2 separate regions of the Mus musculus genome follow, and region 2 is linked to region 1. Evidence: chromatin contacts called from public HiCAR-type data. All regions are on one chromosome and are shown on one strand. Each heading gives the region's core, a stretch centred on a gene start, on an enhancer-like site or on the middle of the called end of the contact. The rest is flanking DNA. Distances are from core to core; before and after follow the strand shown.

Region 1 (6,437 bases), core at 1,441-3,940:
TAAATACTGTTAGTTTCTACACAGGTAAGAATTAGTCCTTAAATTGTAAGAAAGAGAACTTTACATTTTCATAAAGACTAAAAGACAATATATGTGTATGGACTTTCTGTAGAATTAGCCATTTCCCTCCGCTCAAAGTGTATTTCACTGACAGTCCACAAATTTCCTTGTCGTTTATAAACATAAATCTCCCTTAAGGGCCATTAAAATTATTTTGCTAATTTATTAGCTAACCATGGTGGATTGGGAAGAAAGCCATGGACTTTGTGTAGATGACAGCCCATGTTTTTCTTCACTCAAAGAAGAGAGGGGAGCTATGGGTAGAAGTGCTTTGTTCAGCATATTCTACTGATAATCAGAGCTCAGGCTGTAAACTACAGACACTCAGAGAGGCTGCCTTTTGAGTCACTTTTCCTTGTATTTCATCTCAGCTACTCCACTTTTAGGATTGCTTGAACTCTTCTTCACCATCAGATAGAGTGTCCGTACTCTTAATTTCCTTAAAATCATTGGGTGTTCATAAACGGACAGGAGAGTAAATTAACATGGCAAATGATCTTCTTGAATACTGGAGAAAGAATATTTTCTAGGTATTTTCTACATATAAGGCTCTGTGTTTGAAGCTTTCTATTCTATACTCAAAAATTATATGTGTTGATATGTTAAGGTATATTTAATATGTAAAAATGTATCTATAAAACATCACTATGAAAATACAAATTTCTAAGATTACTTAGAAATTAAAATCCTGAAAGCAGAGATTAAATATCTTTCTCTGGATATATATAATAATAATTAGAGATAGGGTTCAAGTTATTTCTGATGTCAAATACACTCTGTCACGTTTGCTACTACTACCAAAAAGTGGGGAGCCTTCTGACAAAATGAACTGAAAGTGTCACTACTGCCAAGAATTGTGAGGAAAGGGTGAAGAAGAGGAAGAAGAAAGATATAGATACCAGAATTTTACACTATGGAAAGTTTTCTGAATCCAAGCACCAAGGGGATTACCAAAGCTGAAATTTTTGAAATGTCCTCTTTGAGATCATCCAGTACAAAAGTGCTTCTTCCATTTACAATGGAAGAGTGAACAAATATGATCAACGAATATTTGAGGTCTAGTTTTCCCTTACTATGTTTTTTAAAGCACAATAGTATTCTCTAGTCCTATAAATCTTCATCCGTATAATTAAATGAATTCAAGCCTGTGATGCTTGTCATTTCTAATGTCTTTGATGGGTTTCCCTCATTTTATAGTTTTTACTTTCTAAAAAAAAACATTACGTTTATTTATGTAGTGTGAGTGTGTGTGTGGGGGGGGGGTAAAGCTGCAGCACTTTCATGAGGATGTACTAGGAAGCTTTAGTCTAGAGAATTCCCCACAATGTATCGTGCTATTGCTCCCTTGTTGGAGATACAATTTTGTTTCTCTCTGTTTTCTTCATTGTTAGTGTCTCCTGTCATTATGCCTTCCTGGAGCAGTAGCCAGGAATCTGTATCTCACAAGGAACTTGGGTTTCCCATTGTCTAATAGCTCTCTTAGAAAAATGTATCCCAACAAATTACTTGTAAAAATCAATCAAATAAAAATCTCATCATCTGGACAATTACAGTTAAATAGAGAATTCAAAAAGGGTCTTGTTGCCAAGGAAGTCATTATTGCAAAGAGTTCACAAATACTCATATAAAGAACAGTAGCAGAAGAATACATTTCATGGCTCCCAAAGAAAGTAGAAATAAAAAGAAAAGCTTATAAAATCCTACATTATGGAACAGTGGAGAGACTGAGACTTGAGTCGGGACTTCTTGGAAGGTTGGAGCCTTTTGTAAAGTCTGAGAGATTATGGAAGGGTATGGGTATGAAGATATGTATTCTTGTAACTATATTTAGCCTCTCCCATGAGCACTTTTGGGTAGTGAATCCTGCCCTGAAGACCGAGGATTTTGCATTGGACATTGCTTGGATATAGTCACGGGGTGAGAGAGTTGAGAAAGTCGGAGAAACAGTGGCACAAAGGGAGATCACTAAGATTGTAAGAATATTTCAGGCCCTCTTCCTAGAAAGAAATAACAGTGATCCCATGAATTTAGTAGTCCTTTGTGTTGTATTTTACTCTTTATCTGGCTTTCCAGAAGGGGCATGTAGACAAGGGTATTGAGAAGTCTTTTTTCATTCCAGCAAATTGGATATTTCCTAGATTCAAGTTAAAATACAAAAAGCAGGGGGGAGACTCAGAAAGCAAGAACCAAGTGACCCACAACAATGAAGTTTTAGAAGTATCTTAAAAATAAGTCATGCTAATTTAATGTAACAATATTATGCTTTTGGAGCTAAGAGCCATAACATATGGCAATGAGAAACTTGTTGCCAAAGGAAACTAGAAAAAGCCTGTCCATTCACTAAATTATCACTAGAGGGGGTGGTTGCATGCAGATAAGGTTCAGGTCCTGGGCCATTATCACACCCTTTTGCAGTGAAAACTTCCCACCTCCATTAGCAGTAACAGTTTCTTGTTGTTGTTGTTGTCGCTATGGGAATCGCCTACCAAGGAGTAAATATGTCTACAATAGCCGTAGACACTTTTATTTCTCATCCTTTTTTAGTGCGTGGCAGCCTCAGAGCAGTCCATCTGCAGCTTGATGCTGCTCACTGGCCTGTTAAGTCTGGGGAGCACAAGTCATCTATTATTGCTCAATGGTAACACTGCACACAGCTCTGTTCACACACTGTGGTGCATTGTAAGCTCTCTTCTCTATGGAGAGAGAGAAAGTTGGAAAAAAGAAACTGGTTTGCCCCTCCCCCTCCCCCTCCCCCTAGCTGGGTCCCCTCTCTAACAACAGCTGAATCATTAAATGTGGATAACTCATGAATCTTTCTTTATCAGTCTAGTAGACACTCATGCTTAAGTGTTGAGAATACCAATTTAATTGGGTGTAAATGGCACTGACAAAAAGAATCATTAGATTTACTGTTTGGAGCTCAAAGGTAACTGTGTGAGTTACCTGCCACATGATTAAATTAATTGGGCTTTCTAAAAGGTATAAGTTTAAATAAAAACTATGATTGAACTTCAGGGTCAGTGGCATAAATTAAAGTGTATCCAGACTGTTTAGTTTGTCCAAGAGAGAACTCTAAGTTAGCTCTTCCTATCCAGGGAAGTTAATTGAGCAGAGAATAGGGCGATTATTACTAGTTGCAAGTAATTTCATGTCCTCTCTTACTACTGTAGTTGAGTATGTAATTAACTACGCAGTTTAACAGCTCCTGGGCTGTGGTTAGTTGCTCAGTGGTAAGGCACTTGCTTAACTTGTGGAGTGCTTTCTAGCACTGAAACAAAGAAAGAACTAACTACAGGAAAAATTTCAGAGATCTCCTCTGTATTGAGATGTCGACAATCAAGGGAGCATTAACACCTTGAAACCTGGTCCTAGTCCAGTGGGAAACTAAAAGAGTGGAGACAACAGCAGAGATACCTAAGTCCATCACCTCTCTGGCCTATCAGCCTCTTCTCAGACTCAATGAAGGAGGGATACTCTTTCCCACAGAACTGGTAGGGGAAGGACCAAAACTTGAGACATGATTCTTTGAGGTCAGACCCAAGTCAGTTGACTCATCATATATCTTTGAATGTATTCACATAATAGACATTCAATATATTTGTGTTCTGTAAATGAGACTATAAATGAATGGATGGCAGAATAATGTCCTGGGAGATAAAATCTGAGGATTCTTAGTTAATATGTTCAAAGGGAAAGACACTGAGTACTTACTGAATCTTAGAGCAGTGTACCTGGATGAAAAATAACACTCATACTTTAACTTAAGCTTCCAGGTTTTATCCTTTGTTGAACTACACTTTGATTTATCACTCTAGACATCAGTATATTTAAATAATAAAGCAAATAAATACTCATCTGTAGGGCAGCAAGAAAATAATGTGTAAATCATTCGGAAGTAAAGAAATGAAATAACTGGCTATGGAACCTCTCTGGGAGTTGACATCTTTGTGGAGAATTGTTAGCCTTTCCTTGAAACATACATTTGGGTTCCTGGCATCAAGGAAGTTTTGTAATTTCTCCAGAGGACATTTCCTTGGGAATTTCAAAGATGCAAAACTCCAAATGGTGTAGGGGTGCTTGAGTTGTGAGGCATCCCAACGCAAGCATCAGCAGTGCTGCTAAGATGATGTTGGTCAGTCTTGGCTTCTTGTCACTGGGGCCTCAGGGTGTCTACTTAACTGGAAACACATTCTGCAGTTACAGCCAAGAGGGGCGACCTTTCCCCAAATGGTTCTTGTTTTGTGATTCAGCATGTGAGTCATTTGGTTAATAACAATTTCCTGTCTGTCCCAGACACCCCTTGGGAAAATTGGATCTTCTGATTTGGAGAGAAATCCTTGGCCCAGTTTTTAAGGGCATTGTGAGATTGTCAGTGAAGTGAAGGCTCTAGGGACTTTCTGTATTTTACTGGGCTGCACAGGAGTGGGGGAATTACAATAAGACAGCAGACTGCAACACCACATTACCTTCTACTTATCGCTATAAAAGACCGTTTGAAAGTATGGGCAGAGTGTCATGGTACTCCACTATTGAATGGTTACAAAGGTTACAACTGAATTTTCATTGTGATACTGTCAAGAACTCCCTCACTCTTTGCTGCCTCTCACCTTTTTATTTATTTTTTTAATATCTGTCATTCTTGATTCTTCTTCCTTCTACCATGGCATGACATAAGCTGGAAGGGTTTTTTTTTTTGTTTGTTTGTTTGTTTGTTTGTTTGCCAGGTGCCTATTCTTAATCTTTTGACATGCTAACTATCAGAACTTTAAAAATAAAGTTTTGTTCAATATAAATTAGTGAGTCTCAGGTAGACTGAGGAAATGACTCAGAAATAAAATCTATCCACTCATTCTTGCTACATACGATAAACTTTGATTTACTCTCAGCATTTACCCTATGCCACTCTTGTGTATTAAACACATGATTGAGGGAGAATGGATTTGCTAACAATCCTGGGTTGAGAATCACAGTATTAGCTAATTCTCATCTACATACATCCTCAGGTTAGGGCTGGGCACTTCAATTAGGCTTAAGTTGATATGTATAAAATACTTTCTTGGTTATGCCTACTTAGGTCAATCTTAGCAGAATAAAGGTAGGAATACTGTTAGTTCAGTTGGGAGAAAAATGGCATTTTTTTCCTGCATACAGAGTGGACTACTTTTATAGCTCTGTAAATTATAACCTGCCATACTGTGATCACTTAGGGAAGTTAGTCTAGTGTTAAAGCTGGCATGTCTGAGGAAGCAATGGGCTGGAAAGAAATGGCTACCATCTATTTCTGAGCGAAAACAAAGGTCTTTCTTTCACCACACACATTTACGTTTTACTGTTTGACACAGTTTGAGTTGGGTTTTGTATTATGTCTGATAAAAAATAATTTAAAAATGTAACTTATCATTCAATTGTGTATTTTTTTAAAAGTACTTGTCTTACACATAGGCATAAATATGAAGCATAGTACAATATAACAAAAATCGAAACTTATATGGCAAGTACATTTATGTTATAATAAATGATAGGTGTAAATACATATATACAAAATAGAGTGGAAAGATGGAAGGAGCGATTCTAAAGGTATTTTCATGGTGCAGTCAGGGGCACTCATGCATTGGCATTGACAGTCGAAGAAATTATTAAAGTCTTAAAGTGAAGGAAAACAAGACTGGGAAAGTAGCCAGGCATAAGATGCAAACAATTTTTTCATTTAAGATGGGAAATACTTTTTTCTCGTTGGGGTAGAGGTCTCTTAAGGAATTCAGATCAGTGTGTTCAATTTGAAATCATGTATATTAAAATTTCTTGGCCTTCCAGAGGAGAAGTTAAAGGCAGTGTGGTCAAGAGCCTGAGCAGTACAATTCCTGGATCTTATTATATCGTGTTCTATGTCTTCCTGGTGCCTCAGTTTCTCAGTCTCTCCTTTGAAAAGAAGGATACAATGAGACTACAATGAAGTCCATATATATATATATATATATATATATATATATATATATATATATATATTACAGTCAGTATTGTATAGATGTGCAATATTTAAATTTTTCGTTTCCTTGCTGATTTCAATTTTTCTTTTTCTTCTCTCTCTCTCTCTCTCTCTCTCTCTCTCTCTCAAGAAAGAGTTTCTCTTTGTAGCCCTGGCTGTCCCAGAACTCACTTTGAAGATCATGCTGGCCTTGAACTCACTGATCTCCCTGCCTCTGCTTCCTGCTCTGATCTCCATGCCTCTGCTGGGATTAAAGGCATGAGTCTCTACTGCCTGGCTGCCGATTTCAATGTCTAATGATAACCCTGTGAATGCATTGCCTCAGGCTTGTTGAACAATTTATAGCTGCTTTTAAAAATGGTCAGCCAGGTGCTTTGGTAGACAATGTGAG
Region 2 (6,437 bases), core at 1,729-4,228, 690 kb after region 1:
CTGATCATGGTCACTCCTTTGGGGTATATATTACTCATCACTGTTGGGGGGAAAATACCTGACTAAAGCAACAGAAAGTAGGGGGTATTCATTTTGGCTAACAGTGTGAGTCTACTGTAGCAAGGAAGCCATGTTAGGAGATGGCTCCTTTCATTGCTTCTGCATTTAGAAATCAGTTCTTAGCTGGCTTTATTTTTTTATTTATTAATTATATTTTAGTCCAGATAGGGAAATGATATGTGTAAAGTAGGTTTTCCCACCCCAACTAACTTAATGTAGAAATTCCTTCATAGACATACCCAGGAGTTTGTCTTCTAAGTGAATCTATGTCTTGTCAAGTTGAAAATCAATATTGCTTGATCTGATCCATAAGAATGAAAATGTCTAGGTTATTAAAGTGAATGATAACAATACTTTCTTGAATTACAGATATCAAACTCAGTAATATGAAATTTGCCTTCAGCAACTTATTTCTTACCTACCTTGCCCCTATAATTTATCTGATCAGTTTCACCAAAGATCCAGGAGTTAATTGGAATTTTTGACAGATAATGTATTTGAATTGTGCAATTGTTTTATATTTTTGAGAACTATCTTTAATTCTTTGCATTTTATTATATTAATATACATCTACTAATCTACTAGACATTATTACTATTATGTGTACATTTATGAGACAGGACTTAGTAGATGCTTTTGCAAAACAGTTTTAGGTTGATAAATAGGTGGATGACAGCTAGGTTGATAAATAGGTGGATGACAGCCCTCATAAAGCTTGTAATATTAACTATAAAGTAATCCATTTGTTCTTTGTGGGGGACACATTTTTCGATGAACTATATGACTTAGCAATGTCATGAACTAGATTTTTCAAATTGGACAGATACTTGAAGAATCATTTTGTAGTAATCCTATATGGAAAGAAAAATGTTGATTATAAAACAGAAAAGTATGTAATATCATAGATAATCTAGGAAATGACATACAAGATGGTAATTGTTCACAAGACCAGTAGAACCTTTATTCTGGCCTTTCCTTATATTCTTTAAACAAACAAACAAATTCTTTTGAGATTTCTTCTCAGTATTCCTAGCTGGCAAAAATGTCTTCAAATATTCTGATTCTATCCAATACATGTTTTAAAACACAGAAACACATAGAAAAGATTGCACTTTAGTGCCAGTTTTCACTTTTGCAATTTAATATTTAAATGCATCATTTCTTTTGCAACAGTTGTATCTCCTTAAATCTCTGTTCTCCAACAGAGCAAGACACAGGCAGCTGTTTATAGCTCTGGTGCCAAATGCAAAAATTGACTCATACTGGATGCTCAATAAATATTTATTGAAACAGTAATAAGTGGTATGCCACTTGAAAATGACATATTGGAGTTATTCAAAAACCTCTTATAGTTTCCAGAACAGTGCCTCTGACTATGTGTGTCAACTTCATGGTTGTAAGAGTCATTGTAGTATGTAGATTATCCCCTAGTACAAGTTTTCCTTGATTTTTATGCACATATAATGAAACAACAATGCAGATGCATGCCTGAGAGAAAGAGACAGAAACAGAGAGACAGAGAGAGACAGAAAGAGAGAGAGAGAGACAGACAGACAGAGAGAGACAAAGAGAGAGAGAGAGAGAATATGAAGATGATAAAGAGGATAAAACTCACTAAGAAGCATAGATTTGTGAGGAAAAAAGGAATTTATGTATCAGAAGATGGCCTAGTTGGCCATCAGTGGAAAGAGAGGCCCATTGGTCGTGCAAACTTTATATGCCTCCGTACAGGGGAACACCAGGGCCAAGAAGTGGGAGTGGGTAGGTAGGGGAGTGGGGGGGAGGTTATGGGGGATTTTTGGGATAGCATTGGCAATGTAAATGAGGAAAATACCTAATTAAAAATTTTAAAAAAGGAATTCACAGAACTAGAAAACATAGCTGGTAAAGTTATAGGCATCGAAATGTAAAATATGAGAACCACATGGATAACAGAATTTTCACTCCCACCATGACCCTGTATAATTTTTGATAGCAGTGTGACCTTATGACATTTCTAAGCACAAAATTCATAGCAATACATACTGAAATCTTTGTTATTTGTATCCCCTGATTCATGTTTATTCCCTGATTTGAAGCACATCATAGCTATGTAAGATTACTATAATTATCAACTCAATTTCAAGATATAAAAATGAAGTTAAAAGACATGTAGCCCTTAGTATATAAACTAGTTCATTTGCTATATGTACATATATTGATTCATTTTAATGTTTACAAAGTTATTCTGATGTGAATATGCTTCCAATTATCCTAAAGAAGGCACTGAGTCTAAAATAAATGAATTTACATTAGTATTTCACAAATGTTTGTTCTTCTACTATAAATTGTCTCTTTATTCACTCCTCACTTGCAAGGAAATGGGGAAATGTCAAAAGGAGAGCCAATTTTTAAAGGAATCTAAAAATACATAGAGTGCAGAAACCTTGTATCAGCCTATAGTTGCCGAAAAACCTTTTCACGCTCTATCTACCAATTTCATGTACATATTTTGACAGGAAGATTTTTAAATCTTATTTAAAACTCCACTGTTTGAACCAAGTTGTTACAGGGTGTTACATGTTGCTCTAATACATATACTACCCATGAAATAGCTTCTATGTAGTATGTTAGTGTTGATCAGTATGTTATGTTTAAGCAAGTCAAACTAAACAAAAGTTCCAGGTGAAAGAAAAACACTCATGAGAAACATTATGTTATTGTCACACAACCAAAGAGTTCATGTAAGCAATTTATTTTCTCCATGTAGTCAAGATAAACAGGATGCCAAAACATAATGAGAAGCTACTGCACAGTTTCATGAGAATTTGACATACTCAAAGTCTATAAAATCAGCCCCTGTGTCCCTGTAGGCAGATGTGCAGCAAAGCCAAATCTTAATTAGAATGTTGCTTCATAGACATGAAATCAGATGTAGGGCGTTTGGTGATTCATATGTCAAACAGTACAGCTCCCAAGACAGTACTCATGCCAATGAGAACAAATATGCTATAGTAGAGTTTTGCCTAAGATGAATGTCAGAGTGGTGAGCCATTTTTCCAGATCTGTTGTAGTTTGATTGTGAGGACCAGAAGGAACTCAAAAACTACATAAATGGTAAGGGTCCTTCTCAACTTCTGCTGTTTGTTTTTGTTTTCCGTCCTCTTTAGCTGTGTTCCATCTCCCAATCCACTTATTTTATGTTTATAACATTTACTTCATTATTTTGAACTAATATGTCATGGTTTTGCTCTGGTCAGAAACAAAAGTTAGCCTGTTGCTTAGTTCTCAAAGGGAAATCTTCATTCAATAATTTTTTCATTTTGACAGATCATAACAAAAATTGCCAAAACCTAACAATAGAGGAATCCTTTCCAAATATTACTTTTTTTTTGTAAAAAGGACTGTTAAATTTTTCCACAAATTATTTTATTGGGTCTTATTTAAAATTTCTTTGTCAAACTCTAAATTTTACCTGAATTTCTTTTTAGTTTTCTTAAGGCTTTCAACCATGTTTTATTTTCTAATTTAACAATTTTTATATCTACATAGTGCACTTTTTAGTCTGCAAGTGACATATGCTACTAATTATTGTAGTCCCTTCAACATATAGGACAATATCTCCCAAATACAGTGCCAAAATTTTTTTCAATAGTGGAAACAATAAAAATTAATGAAAATACAAGTTAAAATTATATTAAATTATTTCTATTCCCAAAGAGATAACCTTGTCTTAGCTAACCTCTTATCAATATGTTTTAGTCAATAACCACACTTTATACAGAACACTATAACATTTCTTTCATGATTGTAACATAAATCACATTGTTCATCAATAGTCTTACAGACACAGTAGGATTGTATCACATATGGACTTACAGACTTGGTGGCAGTGTGCATAGGACTTAAGCTAGATGGGTTCTCAACGCTGAGTGGAGAAGTGGACACAGGGTCTCAAACTTAACAAAAAGGCTATTTGAAATTAAGACCCACTGGCTAATAGTTTTCTCCAGTGGAATCTCATTGGGTATTTCAACCACATTCCAGGACAGGCCCCATATCCAGGCGTAGGTGGCTAACATAGAACAAACTCAATAGGCTGATTTTTTTGTTGTTGTTTATTTGTTAAGTCTTTTTAACCTGTTAGACTATAAGCTTCATGAAGGCAGGATTGGAAGATTTCTCTCTTTTTTTTCATAAAAATAAACAATTCAGTGTCTAAGGCTCATTATTTGCCCACCTAAATATTCTGTGAATGAGTCAAGAAATTAGACTTTCAGAGAATTTCTAGGACCAATATTTTATTTTATCCTTTTGTGAAGTATATGAAAAAGTTAATAAAGATGTAGAACATTGTTATATCAGTGCTTAATGTTTTGAGAGCTAAACCATTTCCATAGCTGTTTAAGAATTCAAATTGAAATTATGGCTGACTTTGATTTTTTTAAAAATTGTCATATGGGTTATAAAATTAATTGCAGGATAAAAATATGGGAGTAAATAAATTATCATTAATCTTCCTGTCTTTTGGGAACCAACTCACAGAATGTCTGGAATAAGACAAAAAATTTTAGGCAGTGATGGATATAATCAAATCTATTTTCACAGCAGAATAGAGGCAAACAGCCTTTGGAACTTCAGTGAAAAACTTTAAGCTCAGATTTGCTTTCAAATAAGAATGTGAAAAAGAGACACTGAGCTAATACTTTTCTTATATTTATGTGGTTGTCCATGAAGGACAAAAAAAGAATAAAATATGTACAGAGCTGAGACACCAAATGTATTCAGATGTATTCTTTCTGTTGATGACTCCTGAGACCTTTTACTGTTTATGACAGACAGGGTACTGTGAAGATAGGTCCTTTTAACCAGTAGTCCTGGAAGATCTGTGTTGTACCTTTAATTGCTGCTTCATAGCTAATAGAGAAAAATAATACTAATATCAGTAACATTCATGGAAGGAGTACGTGCACATAGACACATCTTCATATACAATATCGATTGAAGGCCTCACAGCAAACCTATAAAGAGTTAGTACTACTCATATTTTGCAGATGAAAAGGCAAAACAAAAACCAAGAAGTGTAACAAGACTATTTCAAGAATAAGCAATTAGATACTAGTAACTCACACTATGAGATCCCTTGCAGCTATACTTCCTGTTCAACCTGAGAAAGAAACTCTTAAGGTGAAGATTAAATATGAACTCAATAAATTAATTCCTCCTTACAGCACATTGGTTTGCATAAAGTCCAGCAGCAGCTCTGTTTAGATCACTGTTTAAGCAGCTGAGCTACCCTTTTACTGACCAAAGAAGACTTAATCATAAGCACATGGTCAGTTTGACCTTTGTAGGGTCAAAGTACAGTTTACTGACACTTCTTTCATTTCCTTGGCCCTAGCATTATAATTTAGAAACAACTAAATAACTTATAAATAATAGTAATAAATAATTGCATTTTATAAATTAATAAATATTTATAAACTAATAGTAATAAAGTAATAAGTTAATACTAAAATGTTTTGTCACTTTATATAAATTAGTTGCTCTATTTAGAGATTTGATAGGTAAAAACTTACGTATATTCATCTCATCCAGCCAAAGAAATGTTTTTAATCTTCTATCTAACAAAGGTTTCAAGATATAAGAGGCAGTGAAGTAGCCAATTCGGTCCTTCTTCCAGATGCTTGGGCTTAGAGACAGCCAGTGTTCTTTGCCAGCTGGATTGCAGTTGGATTGGGGAAAGGATGATTTCTACTATGAAACTTGAATAAGTCATCACTGTAGTCTTCAAGACAAAATATGATAGAGATCTAATCTTAAGCTTTAGGGAGACAAAAGTGCTTCTGCTAAAAGAAGATACAGAACACTAAAGGTCTGATGTCTTGCAAAGGATTCTGAAGGTTTGATCAATGAATCACAGTTAATTCCTCTCTAGCCACCAATAGACGATGACTATTTTAACACTTCAAGATGTACCATGTAAGTTGTTGCCTATTTGCTAGATACTACTGCTTTTCCAAATGATAAAAACGTAGCTTATTTTATCTAGCTCACCATTATTACAGCATTTTTTAAGCTCAAGATAGAAAACATGTGACCAATACTCAGTTGGAACTCAGTTCTCTCCTCTCACCATGTCCTTAGGCACCGTTGAAATTTTCTTCACACTTGATATTCTCATTCTTCTCTTTTGCAACAAAATACCCAAGAAATACACATCAAAGGAGAAAAAATAGTTTTAACTTTCAGTCTATGACAATTAGATATCTCTCTTGTTCTAGATCTGCAGTGAGGCAATAATTCATGCATTATGGGTGTGATAGAGCATTATGCTCTCTTCAGTGTAGACTGGAAGGAGAGAGAAGCAGAAGGAAAGGCAAAGTTTCCAGGACTTC

The links. HiCAR-type assays count read pairs that join an accessible place to other places.
Region 2: a contact with region 1 is called in a HiCAR-type map of fibro-adipogenic progenitors, with 7 times the contacts expected there. The contact joins two enhancer-like sites. A contact is called at or near these places in 3 of 484 Hi-C or Micro-C datasets (the 3T3-L1 cell line, 3T3-L1-derived adipocytes and embryonic fibroblasts) and 2 of 115 datasets of contacts at active chromatin or transcription factors (astrocytes and fibro-adipogenic progenitors).

Annotation. Positions count from the first base shown.
Region 1 is chr15:56,342,036-56,348,472 of GRCm38.p6, forward strand. No RefSeq gene overlaps it. Among named protein-coding and RNA genes, the nearest start is that of Gm41326, 65 kb to the right of the region's middle. Within about 2 kb of position 2,691, at least 28 of the 459 cell types and tissues checked have an H3K27ac peak or open chromatin away from gene starts, as enhancers often do.
Region 2 is chr15:57,030,248-57,036,684 of GRCm38.p6, forward strand. No RefSeq gene overlaps it. Among named protein-coding and RNA genes, the nearest start is that of Gm26178, 210 kb to the right of the region's middle. Within about 2 kb of position 2,979, at least 6 of the 459 cell types and tissues checked have an H3K27ac peak or open chromatin away from gene starts, as enhancers often do.